Linked DNA regions of Sus scrofa: all the other regions are linked to region 2. Evidence: chromatin contacts called from public Hi-C data. All regions are on one chromosome and are shown on one strand. The core of a region is the stretch at or near the end of the contact, and the rest is flanking DNA. Distances in the headings are between cores, read along the strand shown.

Region 1 (3,889 bases), core at 1,021-3,520, 210 kb before region 2:
ATTTTAAGCCCCTTGAAAATACGACTCTATTAGGAGAATCTTGTCAAAAGACACACAGGCAGCATTTAAATTTTTGTATCGATCCCTCTTTTGTGGCATGGCCAGAAGCCCTACCACTGAGCACTTCTGGTTGTATTAATCTCTGGAGTATCTCAAAATTTCCTGAAGCCATCCTCCCATGAAATGGATCACAGGATTAAAAAGGCCAACAGAAAAAACATTTCCAGTCTTGGTTTTAGTGCTTCCAGGAGTGAACTGGAGGTAGATTATGTACAACTTGGTTAGAGGAGGGAAAACACAAAGCACACGTGATTGGCAGATCAAGAGTTCCTACGAAGCCAGAGCAAAGGCTGATGAATGAACTGTTTATATGATTCCTGCTTCACCTGTTCTCCTTCTCTGAAAATCAGGAAAGGTCTTGAACCTGACTCAGACTCTTCAAAAGGCATGCTAAGGGGCTGCAAGATCATCATTCCCTCTACTCTTACTTTTCTTGGACGATAATAGTGACGATGGCAACAAGCACAGCTACCACATCACAAACGTGGCCTGGCAGGAGTAAAGAGTCCATTGGAGTGGTAATTAATCTAATGAATGCTTCATGCTCTCCTCCCTTTCCTCTGAAAAACCCAAATAACCCCCTTGCCAAAACTGACTGAACCCAAAATAAACTGACAGAGACTTTCCTGAATTAACTTGAGGTGCTAATGACACAATTTGATTTTATCCACATTACACAATCCAAAAGAAATAATTGCTTGTGCAAAATATGTCTATAAAGAAAAGCGCACAGGGGATGGGAGAGGGAAAGGAAAGAACACAAGAGTTGAAAGTCTGAGGAGATTTGGTGGTAATTTCCCTTTTATAGGTTGGTAAATTCATGGGCCTGTTTGGAACTGTGATGTAAACAGAAATTTTTGTCTTCATGGAAATGTACAAGCTGGGGGACCCCCAAAATTCCCTGTTTTGCTCCAACAACCACCTATGAATTCAACAGAATTCATAGGGGACCCCCAAAATTCCCTGTTTTGCTCCAACAACCACCTATGAAATCAGCGGAATTCATGTTTTCTTGGCAAAGAGGAGTTTTTAAATGAAGGTAACCACAGGGCCCCTGAAATGCACGATTAAGTCTCTGGCAGAATTAGAAATTATTTAACTTTTAAGTGTTTCTAGCAATCCAGGATCCAAGCAGAGTCTGCGACCTATACCACAGCTCATGGCAATGCTGGATCCTTAACCCATTGAGCAAGGCCAGGGATCAAACCTGCGTCCTCATGGATGCTAGTCAGATTTCATTAACCACTGAGCCACGACACGGGAACTCCCCAGAAAATAAATACTAAGAAAAAGCTTGGAGTTCCCGTCGTGGCGCAGTGGTTAACGAATCCGACTAGGAACCATGAGGTTGCGGGTTCGATCCCTGCCCTTGCTCAGTGGGTTAACGATCCGGCGTTGCCGTGAGCTGTGGTGTAGGTTGCAGACACGGCTCGGATCCCGCCTTGCTGTGGCTCTGGCGTAGGCCGGTGGCTACAGCTCCGATTGGACCCCTAGCCTGGGAACCTCCATATGCCGCGGGAGCGGCCCAAGAAATAGCAACAATAACAACAACAACAACAACAACAACAACAAAAAGACAAAAGACAAAAAAAAAAAAAAAAAGAAAAAGCTTAGTCCTTTGATCAGAGGATGATTCCTTTCTCCCTTCCTTCGTCTTTTTAGGGCTGTACCCAAAGCATATGGAAGTTCCCAGGCTAGAGATCGAAGTGGAGTGGCAGCTGCTGGCCTAAAGCACAGCCACAGCAACACCAGATCTCAGCCACATCTGCGACCTACACCACATCACATGGCAATGCTGGATCCTTAACCTACTGACCAAGGTCAGGGATAGAACCTGCCTCCTCATGGATACTAGTCAGGTTCATTACTGCTGAGCCACAATGAGAACTCCGGAGTATGATTTCTTAAGGAATATTTGCATCATAGCAGATATAAGTGTACAAAGAGGAGACTGGCTGGGATTCTTGTGACTATGGGACTTGGTGTGCCTAGTAAGCATTTATACACTGGTTTTACATACAGTCAGGAAAGTCTTACTGCCTAACAGATGCCTGTGCCTCCTTCCAGTCTCAGAGCCATTACCAAAATAGCATCATGTGTGTCTGAACTTTAGGCCTGAGGGTGGCAGAGGGTACGATGAGACTTAATAGGGAACGGTGGAGCTGAGGGCTGGAAGGGAGCAGCCTCGGTTAAGACACAATGTTCCTAAATTGCCTGCTTTTTGGCTGACAGATGCTCCCAGCTGGCTGGTGTGCAAGACTGTAACTTGCAGAGCAGGCTGGAAAGATGGTTTTGCTTGCCAAAACCAAAGCAAGTAGGAAGCTAGCAGACAGAGCTAAGAGATTTGGTGCATTTTGCTGACTGGTTTTAATCCCTTGCCTACTTTGGGTAATCAGACTAGGCCCAGCCACAGCGACACTTGATCTGAGCCGCATCGGCAGCCTACACCACAGGTCACAGCAACACTGGATCTTTAACCCACTGAGAGAGGCCAGGGAATGAACCTCCATCCTCATGGATACTAGTCAGATTCTTAACCTACTGAGCCACAAAGGGAACTCCCAGCACTGCTCCATTTCGTACACAAGTCTTCTGATCACATCTGAAACTGTTATTATTCTAGAGATAAGGAGAGGTGGGCAGGGGTAGAGGGGCTGCAGCAGCCCCATTAACTGGGTTCAGCAGAGAGAACTATTCTATCACTGAGAATCCCACAGAGTTGCAAGAGTCGTGAAAAGTCACTAGTTCAGCCACTATCACCAGCACGGTCATCGAGCCACAGTTGACCAAGTGGCCTCCTCCATGCCCTGTACCATGGTGGTAGTTGATGGATCTTATTTCTGGGTCCCCTCACAACCCCTCAAGCTTGGTGGTATTGCATCAGTGTACCGATAAGGAAAATGAAGCTCACAGAGGATAAGGAGGAGTAGCAGGCTCAATATTAGACAGGTAAGGGGGCTAAAACAGGATTCTCATCTTTGTATCTGACATCAGACCTGGTAACTTCAATCCACCCTGAGCCTGAATACTTCCAAGATCAGGTGCTCCTGACATCCCAGGGAGGTTCATCTTTGTGTAACTGGAATTTTCTTTGGCTTACTGTTGCCAAAACCTACACCACCTGGCAGGATTCACTCACTTGTCTTGAAGTTGTCCCTTGTCAGATGCCTGGTGACTCCACAGGCCACATGAGACCCCCTTTCCACACTGATAACTCTGAATATCTACAAAGAGGTCCAAGAATCTTTACTTCCTCCAACTGAAAAGCTTTGGTTTCTTTTTACCACTCCTTTTTTTTTTTTTTTTTTTTTTTTCCCCTTTGGTGGCATATGGAAGTTCCTGAGCCAGGGATTGAATCTGAGCCACAGCTGCAGCACTGCCAGATCCTTAATCCACTGTGCCACAGCAGGAACTCTGCACTCTTCATTTTCTATTATGGAAAGAGAGAGAGGCTCTCATTTTAAAGCCCTGAAGATTTGTGTTCATAAATAAATACCTACATCTCATAGCATGCTGAGATGGCATCCTTTACATTTCTAATGACTCTTTGAGCTGCCGTGTTTATGCAGCTTCAGGCACAGACATAAATCAAAAACCCCATTATCCCTCAACCATCCAGAGAGCAAAAAAAGGTCACAGAGTAATCAAACCTCAGGGCTGAAGGGGACCCCTCGTCTCATGTTTCCATGATAAGGCCTCTCTGGAGAATGAACTGTGTGGGATCAACTTGGCTGTACTTTGAGAAATGCCAACTGTGGGCCTCACAGCCTTGGGGCTGGATTACAACATGTGTGGGTGGGAAACTGAACTTGAGAATCATGCTGACTGC
Region 2 (4,127 bases), core at 205-2,704:
GGGGTAGAGGAAAAGTCAGAAACCACAGAGAAGGAGCCAGCCACTTCCATCGGATCCCAAAGTGCCAAAGGAAAAGAACACAAAACTCGACTTCCTTCCGTGCGAAACGTTTGCTGTACACCCGAAAAGTGCCAGCCACCTCACACTTGGGGAAGGGAGGGGGCTGTTTACTTGGCCTTTTTGATGCAAAGACCATCCCGGCGGGCGCCGGGAGAAGCGCAGGCCAGCGTGGCTCCGGACAGCCCATCGGCAATCTCGCCCGCAGCCGCCAGCCCACCGCCAGGTGCTCGCTCTACCTGGCGCCCCGCTGCCTTTGTGCGGCCGCGCCGCCCCCGCGGGCGTGCGGATGCTAGCGGGACAGCTGCGGCGCTGCCGGCAGCCGGGGGAGGAACGGGGGTCGGCGGCGCTGGTGCCGCAAGCGAGGAGCGCGCGTGCGCGCGCGGAGGGGCGCGGGCGGCCACCCCCACCTTCCCAGCAGGAAAAAAGCGACCCCCTTCGCGGGCGGTGCCCCTGAAAGCAGATCTCACCATACTCTGGCTTCCGACAGCTGGCAGCCATAGCCACCCGGCCACGAAAAGTTTGGCGACGCCGAAAACGACTTGAAAGAAAGTTTTCCTTGGCCCCCACTCCCTCTCCCTCAGCCCGGTTAAAGGAAAGCGGCAGGAAATATGGGCTCGGGACGTGCCGACTCCAGCGTCCACCTTCTTCAACCATGGGCTCGGCAGCTTGCCCAAGGTGGGTGCCCTGCGCCAGGGCTAACTGCCCCATCCCCGGGTCAGGCATCCCGGGACGCCGCGCGGCCAACTCACCATGGTGACTCGCGCCGCAGTCGCGCTTCTGCCGGTCCGGCTGCCGGGGAGCTGGAGCTGGAATGCAGTCTCCTGGGCGAACTTCAAAAGTTGGTTCCCTACGCCAAAAACAGGCTCTCGACACCCAAGCACTCACAGGAACCAATGGGAACCCTTGGGGGACTCCATCCAGGCAGGATCGGCGGCGCTAGGTGAGGGCGACAAGGAGGCGACTTAGCAGGAGGGGCGCATGCTGCCCAGGGCCGGGGTCCACTCAGACTGGGCGCTCGCCGCCCGCCTAGGTGAGTGCAATGCTCCGCGCGCCTCCGACTCGCTGCCTTGCCTCGCTCTTTCTTCAGCCACTTACTCCGTACTCTTCTGGCTGAGCCTCGGCTCGGGCTGGGCAATCTGTCCATAAATGGAGAATTCAGCTCAGGCCTGACCAATCAGGGTTTGTTTTCACATCGTCACTCCTCAGGGAAACCGTAGTAGCCAACACGCTTGGAGCTGCCGGAGTTTCCAAAGCCCTCTGGATCCTGTAGTCCTCCTCCAAGCCCGCCTCCAAAGAGCGCTGCTGACCCAGCTCGTTCCCGGCTGCCAGACCTGAACTGGTAGGAAGAAAACCACTCTGTGAAAGAGAGGTAAACTTCTAATTTTTTTCCTTTAAACGCGAAAGTTGGAGTAGGTGTGGCCGAAGTGGTATAATTTTCCTGTACTTTTTTTTTTTTTTTTGAAGAAGGAAATATTTTATCAGCAGAAGGATCAGAGCCGTGGCAGCAGCCCAAAGGAAATCCTTTTTCTTTCCAACGTCTGGATTGGGAGGAAAGTCAAAAATATCGTTTCCCCCACCCTTTTTTTTACCTGAATTTCCTTGGAAAACAAAAGAAGGCTTGTGGAGGGGGAGGAGAGGAGGGGGAGTTTTGATGGAGAAGTTGCACGTGCAGTGAGCCAGGGCCAGGGGAGAGAGACCTGGAAAGAAAGTGCCATCCAATCTCAGTCAACATTTATCTGTTGAGAACAATTAGTAGTGCAATCAAGAAATCAGGTGGGCAATTAGGAGAAGATTAGGGTGGGGAAAAGCAGAATCCTGAAATAAAGGTAGAGAGTCCGATATTGTTTTCAGGGTTCAGGAAGTAAACTAGGTGGGTCATAAGAGGATGGTCCTCCCTAGATCTGTGAAACTTCAGGGCTCAGAAAAACTGTGAAGCATAATGATTTACTGTAGTATACTCTATGAACTTGGTTGGTTGCCCGTCTCCTGAATAGAGGATCCTGGAGTTGAAATGGGTGTTAAAAATCCTCTTGTCTATACCACAGAAAGTAACACAGCATTGTAAATTAACCACACTTCAATTAAAAAAAAAATCCTCATTTAGAATGGTAAACAAAATGTGTGTAGTCATGGAATGAAATATTATTCAGCCATTAAAAAGGAAGAAAGTACTGATGCATGTTCTGACATGAACCTTGAAAACATTAAGTGAAGGAAGCCAGGAAAAAAGACCCCCTATTATATGATTCCTTTTATATGAAAGTAGAGAATGGGGAAATCCATAGAAACAGAAATTGCTAAATTATTGATTGCCAGCACCTGGGGAAGGGGAGGATGAAAGTAATTACTAATGAGTATGTGTTTTTTTACCGATGAAACTATTCAGGAATTAGTGGTGATTCATGTACAACTTTGTGGATATACTAAAAACCACTGAATTGTACATTTTTAAAGGGTGAATTTTGGAGTTCCTGTTGTGGTGCAGCAGAAACAAATCCACCTAATATCCACAAGGATGAGAGTTTGATCCTTGGCCTTGCTCAGTGGGTCAGAGATCTGGCATTGCTGTGAGCTGTGGTGTAGGTTGCAGACGTGGCTTGAATCCCATGTTGCTGTCGTGGACAGCTGAAACTCTGATTTGCACCCTAGCCTGGGAGCCTCTATATGCCTCTGGAGCAGCCCTAAATTAAAAAAAAAAAAAAAAAGAAGTAGCAGTAGTTTTGTGCAAGGAACTGCCACATTTGGAGGTGTAGGAAATTCATCTGGTAGCATTCTGTAGCACAGACTGGACAGAAAACCGGGAGGTATCTGTTGAGTACTCATTATGTACTAGGTCCATACAGGTGTGATCATTGGCTAGGTACATAGAGTCATGATTCATCATTCTCACATAAACGTGATTCCATGCCTCAGGGGTATGTCAGCTTCAAAATTCAAGCAGATATTTTAAGAACTAATGTACAGCGGTTACCAAAGGGAAATTTGAGCTTATAGGTAACAAAAGAAACACTATTTATTTGGGGCACAGCGGGTTAAGAATCCAACCATAGCAGCTCAGGTCACTGCAGAGGTGTGAATTCAATCCCCAGGTGGGTACAGTGCGTTAAAGGATCTGGTGTTGCCAGAGCTATAGCTCAGATTCAATCTCTGGCCTGGGAGCTTCCATATGCCACGGGTGTGGCCATAAAAATTTTTTTTAATTTAAAAAAATAACAGTATTTAGGTTGGAAAATGACATACTGCCTCAGCCACCATCCCATCCATGGTCAACCCTGATTAGTAGTCATACTGAGATGGGCTTGGAGGGACAGAGGCAAGGATGTAATTGCTTTCTCCAAGATTAACTTAGGGATACAAGGCACTGAAAATCTCTTAATAATCTATTAGCAACCTGTCAGTCTTGGATTTACCTACTTCTTTAATACTGCTTGTTGATTGTAATAGTGTTTGAGGTTTTTTTGTTTGTTTGTTTGTTTGTTTGTTTTTAGGCGACAGCTACAGCATATGGAAGTTCCCAGGCTAGTGGTCAGATCAGAGCTGCAGCTGCTGGCCTCTGTCACAGCCACAGCAGCTGGCCTCTGTCACAGCCACAGCAGCCACAGCAATGTGGGATCCAAGCCACAACATGCGGCAACCCTGGATTCTTAACTCACTAAGTGAGGCCAGGGATTGAAGAACCTGCATCCTCACAGATACTAGTTGGGATCTTAACCCACTGAGCCATAATGGGAACTCCCACTTTAAGGTTTTTTGTTTGTTTTTGACTTTGTTTTTTTAGGGCCTCACCCATGGCATATGGAAGTTCCCAGGCTAGGGGTCAGCCACAGCCACAGCCACTCGGGATCTGAGCCACATCTGTGACCTACACCACAGCTCTCAGCAACGCAGGATCCTTAACACACTGAGCAGGGCCAGGGACGGAACCTGCAACCTCATGGATACTAGTCAGGTTTGTTACCACTGAGCAATGATGAGAATTCCTTGAAGGTTTTTTTTTTAACATTTACTTTTCTTTGCACCCTAATAATCTCTTTCCAGTTTCAAGAAGTATTCCCAGCTCTGGTAGG
Region 3 (4,388 bases), core at 1,363-3,862, 130 kb before region 2:
CCAGCAGGGCTTTCTTGGTCCCCAGGCCCCTGTCCCATCCTTTGCCCCCTAAGAGCTTTGGGCATTTGATCGTGCCCCTCAATCCCCTCCCAGTGAGCGTCCCCTGGCTTGGGGAAACTCTGCAGGATCTTGGTTTTCCTCCTTTGACTACTTCCCTGGCTCAATGTCCTCATCCTACAGACAGTCCCCAGATCCCCAAGTCCTGAATGGGAATGGATTTTCTCTCCACACTCACTCGGGAGTTTCATTTCACAGCTTTCACTGTTACTTTTATGCAGAATCATGAACTCCAGCTTCCCCTGAGCTCATCACTTCCCCAGTCTCTAGTCTGGGGGATTCCAAACTGTGGGCAGAGGATTCTGGAGGAGCTGGATGCCCCAGAAATCATTATGAACTTCTGTCTTATGCTCGTGTCTGATACACAAAATTACTTTTCCAATACCTCTTTATGCTGCTTTGATTAATACAATTAAAAGCATAACTGCATTCACAGAAAGTTTTGGTCCTGTATGTATACTTTCAACCAACAGATGCTAACCAGAAGAATCCTGGCCATCACCTAATACATCTAGGTAATTGAAAAGACTGAATGTGAGCGACCAACGCAGCTTAACTTCCTTCAAATCCAATGATCTTCAAACCACAACAAAACATAAATAAAAGAAAAAAAACAGCTGTAGGCTTTTCATCAAAGAGAATCTAAAGCGGAGTCCCAATATAGGAAGTACTCACACATAAATGCAAACATTAAAAAACTTTTTATGGGGAGTTCCCGTTGTGGCTCAGTGGTTAACGAACCCGACTAGCATTCATGAGGACGTGGGTTTGATCCCTGGCCTTACTCATCGGGTTAAGAATCTGGTGGTGCAGTGAGCTGTGGTGTAGGTCACAGACGTGGCTCGGATCCCACGTTGCTGCGACTGTGGTGTAGGCTGGCAGCTACAGCTGCAATTCGACCCCTAGCCTGGGAACCTCCATATGCTGCAGGTATGGCCCTAAAAAGACAAAAAGACAAAAAACAAACAAACAAACAAAAAACCAAAAAACTTGTTTTTATCAGTAAAACTAGTTTAAGACATTAAAAAAAAAAAAAAAAAAAAAAGGTCAAATCAGATGACTGCTGAAGCAGCGTGGACCAACTATAATTTAAAAGCATTCTACACAGTGCTTCAGCCCCAAACTCTCCATGGCTTCTGAGAGTATAAGCAGAAACTTCTTGACCTGGTATTAAAGATTCCAAGTCTATTTCAAGTCTTTTTGTCCTTTTTGAGACCTCTGCCCTTGCACACCTGCTGGGGCCTAGCTCACAGATTAGCCTGCCCCCTCCCTGCCCTGCTATCCCTGCTTGGTTCAGGCCACCTGACTTGCCAGAGCCCACCTTCCCACCATGCTATCCCGTGTCTCCGTAATCTCTCTCACCACCCGCAAAGTCTCCCTGCAAGGACTCCTATTTGGCAAAGCATCAAACATCCCAACTTTTGTTCTAAAGTGTGTCAACACGTCCTTGATTATTTCACTTCAGAGAAATTTTTGCCTTCTCACCGCAACTGGAACTCACTCTCCTTGCAGGTAAGGGCATTCTTGCGATTCCTCTGCACACTGACTTACACATCCTACAGTAATAAGGACTCCTGGGCTTGCCAGGCTAGCCTGTCTAAACCTAAGGACCAGGAGAAGAAAATTTTAAATGTGGAGAAGGAATCAGGAAGTAGGAAAAAAATAACATAAAGGAAAACCTGGTAAAATATGTGAAAATTCCGCTCTCCGGGGTTCCTCATCACCACCCTAGATTTTTCCAGAAGGAAGTTGGAGATCTTTCCACCATCTGGTTCCCCACCTGGACTGAACTGGATTTCAAAGTATTTTCCCTGCAAGAAAATTAGGGATTTCCTTTAATGGTTGGTCAACACAAACATGATGTTCCAAAAAGGCGTTGGATATGGCATATAATTCTAGGAAATTCATTAACGAAAGATATGTTCTGAATTCTTCCCACTTCTGGTCTAGACTTCCTCACTGTTTCCTATCAGACAATAACCCGCGCCTTTGTCCAATCACACAATTCTGTACTGAGAGAGAATCTATCCTTCTGGCCCGACTAAATAAGGCTATGCTACATTCCTTCCCATTTTCCTGCAGTAGGTGCTCTTGCCTGCTACACCGGAAGCTGTAAAGAATAGGACAGAAAATCACATGGTCCCCTTGATCCAACAAGAGTGAGCTCTATCAGCCTCTTCCCAAGGAAGCAAATTTTCCTTCTGGTAGATGTATTCTAATGGCTTTCAGCAAAAGCAATCCCTTTTGACCTCTGGAGCAGTGATAATGCTTACATAAAAACATTTGGTTATAAATAAAGTTTTTTTTACCCCCAGCTAGTTTTGGGTGTGGGGATTTTGCTTACTGTTGTTGTCGTTAATATTTCCTTTTAAATTACTGCCAACAGGCAACAATAAAATCCTGGAGTGTGGCTGAAAAAGTGCCCAGATTGTTAAGTAAATGACAATTCGTTTGGTTGGTTTTTTCCCCTGCTACCATCTAGTTTCTCTCCAGTCCTCAGAAAGGTTTAGGAGGGTAGATTTAGGTGAAGAAAAAGATGAGAATGTCAGTTGTAGGGAATGGTGTGGCCTGGGGTCAAATTGGACAGCAGACCTAGCCTAAAGGCATTCACAGTTTATTATTATTATTACTGTCTTTTTAGGGCTGCACCTATAGCATAAGGAACTTCCCATGCTAGGGGTTGAATCAGAGCTGCAGCTGCTAGCCTATACCACAGCCACAGCAATGGGGGATCCAAGCCGCATCTGTGACCTACACCATAGCTCACGGCAACACCAGATCCTTAATCCATTGAGCAAGGCCAGGGATTGAACCTGCATCCCCATGGATACTATTTGTGTTCATTACCACTGAGCCACAATGTGAACTCCACACTTAATATTTTTAAAACATGTGTGCTGATGAAATCCACACATCTCAAAGCTGAAGCCTGCCAAGCTGCAAGTTTCCAACTAGAACCGTAAACTCACTAAAGAGAAGGAAGGCACGCTGCGTGTTCTTCCTGCTCTCTAAAGCACCCAGCTTCTGCTGTGCTCCTGTGAAGTTGCTTACCAACCCCAGGAATCAAAAAGGCTACGAAAGAGGCCACCTTCAAACTGTCTATTTGTCTTAATCTGTTGCCTTCTCCTTCTCTCAAAAATAAACCCCCACACAAATATCCGTTAGTACCAGACTAAGAAGGACCGCAAACCACGGCTATCCCGAATTACAGTGGTTCATGAGAAAAGTTCGCTGAATAAGATCCTTGTACTTCTTATTGTGGTCATCCTTCACCATCTTTCCCTTTGGGTGTGTTCTGTTTTTGCTGTTGTTTTTTTTTTTCCCCTTCTTCTTTTTGGCTGTGTGGAAGTCCCCAGGCCAGGGATCAAGCCCATGTCACAGCAGTGACCCAAGCCATAGCAGTGACAATGCTGGATCCTTCACCTGCTGAGCCACCAGGGAAACTCCCAGAGTGATGTTTGTATGAGGCCAAGTTTGAGAACCACTGCTCTAATGTAACAGACATGATTATACATAACTCAAAATTGTAATATAAAAGTCCAACACCTAATAAGAGATCAAAAAAATAAGTTTTATTGTAAAGCTGCCTGAAAGGAAGAGAAAATTGTGTAAAGAGAGGATACTGCGTTTTCAATAGTAAATAAAAATAAACTTTGACTCTTGGTAATGTTTTCTTTTTTAAGCTATGTACTGGGTACACCAAAGTTTACTGTATTATATTTTAAAGTAGTGTTTGAAATATTCCATAATATATTTCTTAAAACTTGAAAGATTTATAAGTGAAAATACACGAAGTTTTATGATTCATACTACATATACATTTTTTGCCCCCCCCCTTTTTTTTAGAGCCACGCCTGCAGCATATGTAAGTTCCCAGCATAGGGGTCGAATCGGAGCTAAAGCTGCCAGACTACACTGCAGCCACAGCAACATGGGACCCGAGCCACATTTGTGACCTACCCATAGCTCATAGCAACGCCGGATCCTTAACCCACTGAGTGAGGCCAGGGATTGAATGCGCTTCCTCAGATATTAGTTGGGTTTGTTACCACTGAGCCATGATAGGAATTACCTACATACCAATTTTTAGGAGAAACTACCCATAATCCCACCCTAATGCCGCTTCTACCTCCTTCTACCAATCACTGTAAAAGTATATTCAGACTTTGATTTAGACACATTATGCTTTATATAATGCGCATTTTAAAATAAAAATGGGACCATATCATAGACATATTTTTGGAACCTTTTTTTTTTTTTAATTTGACAACACATAATGGATATCTTTTTTATTTTTATGTATTTTATTTTTTCTTTTTTGGCTGCACATG

Evidence for each region. Hi-C and Micro-C count contacts between places; a contact is called where the count stands out from the background.
Region 1: a contact with region 2 is called in a Hi-C map of skeletal muscle, with 2.4 times the contacts expected there. The contact joins the enhancer-like site here to the promoter of MYO1E in region 2. A contact is called at or near these places in 6 of 47 Hi-C or Micro-C datasets (embryonic fibroblasts, heart right ventricle and skeletal muscle) and 2 of 2 datasets of contacts at active chromatin or transcription factors (alveolar macrophages and skeletal muscle).
Region 3: a Hi-C map of retroperitoneal adipose tissue shows a contact between it and region 2, with 1.5 times the contacts expected there. The contact joins the enhancer-like site here to the promoter of MYO1E in region 2. A contact is called at or near these places in 10 of 47 Hi-C or Micro-C datasets (brain, embryonic fibroblasts, fetal heart ventricle and 6 more) and 2 of 2 datasets of contacts at active chromatin or transcription factors (alveolar macrophages and skeletal muscle).

What each region holds. Positions count from the first base shown.
Region 1 is chr1:112,885,127-112,889,015 of Sscrofa11.1, reverse strand. All of the region lies in intron 26 of MYO1E (unconventional myosin-Ie), which reads right to left. Among named protein-coding and RNA genes, the nearest start is that of CCNB2, 55 kb to the left of the region's middle. Within about 2 kb of position 2,270, at least 3 of the 83 cell types and tissues checked have an H3K27ac peak or open chromatin away from gene starts, as enhancers often do. A contact at or near this core is called in skeletal muscle, where this site is marked.
Region 2 is chr1:112,674,872-112,678,998 of Sscrofa11.1, reverse strand. MYO1E (unconventional myosin-Ie) reads right to left here and starts at 1,454. Exons shown (of 28, transcript XM_003353343.5): 1 at 810-1,454. The coding sequence starts at 812. FAM81A (protein FAM81A) reads left to right here and starts at 1,324. Exons shown (of 9, transcript XM_005659549.3): 1 at 1,324-1,429.
Region 3 is chr1:112,809,620-112,814,007 of Sscrofa11.1, reverse strand. It overlaps MYO1E (unconventional myosin-Ie), which reads right to left. Exons shown (of 28, transcript XM_003353343.5): 7 at 1,737-1,868. Among named protein-coding and RNA genes, the nearest start is that of CCNB2, 130 kb to the left of the region's middle. Within about 2 kb of position 2,612, at least 1 of the 83 cell types and tissues checked has an H3K27ac peak or open chromatin away from gene starts, as enhancers often do. A contact at or near this core is called in retroperitoneal adipose tissue, where this site is marked.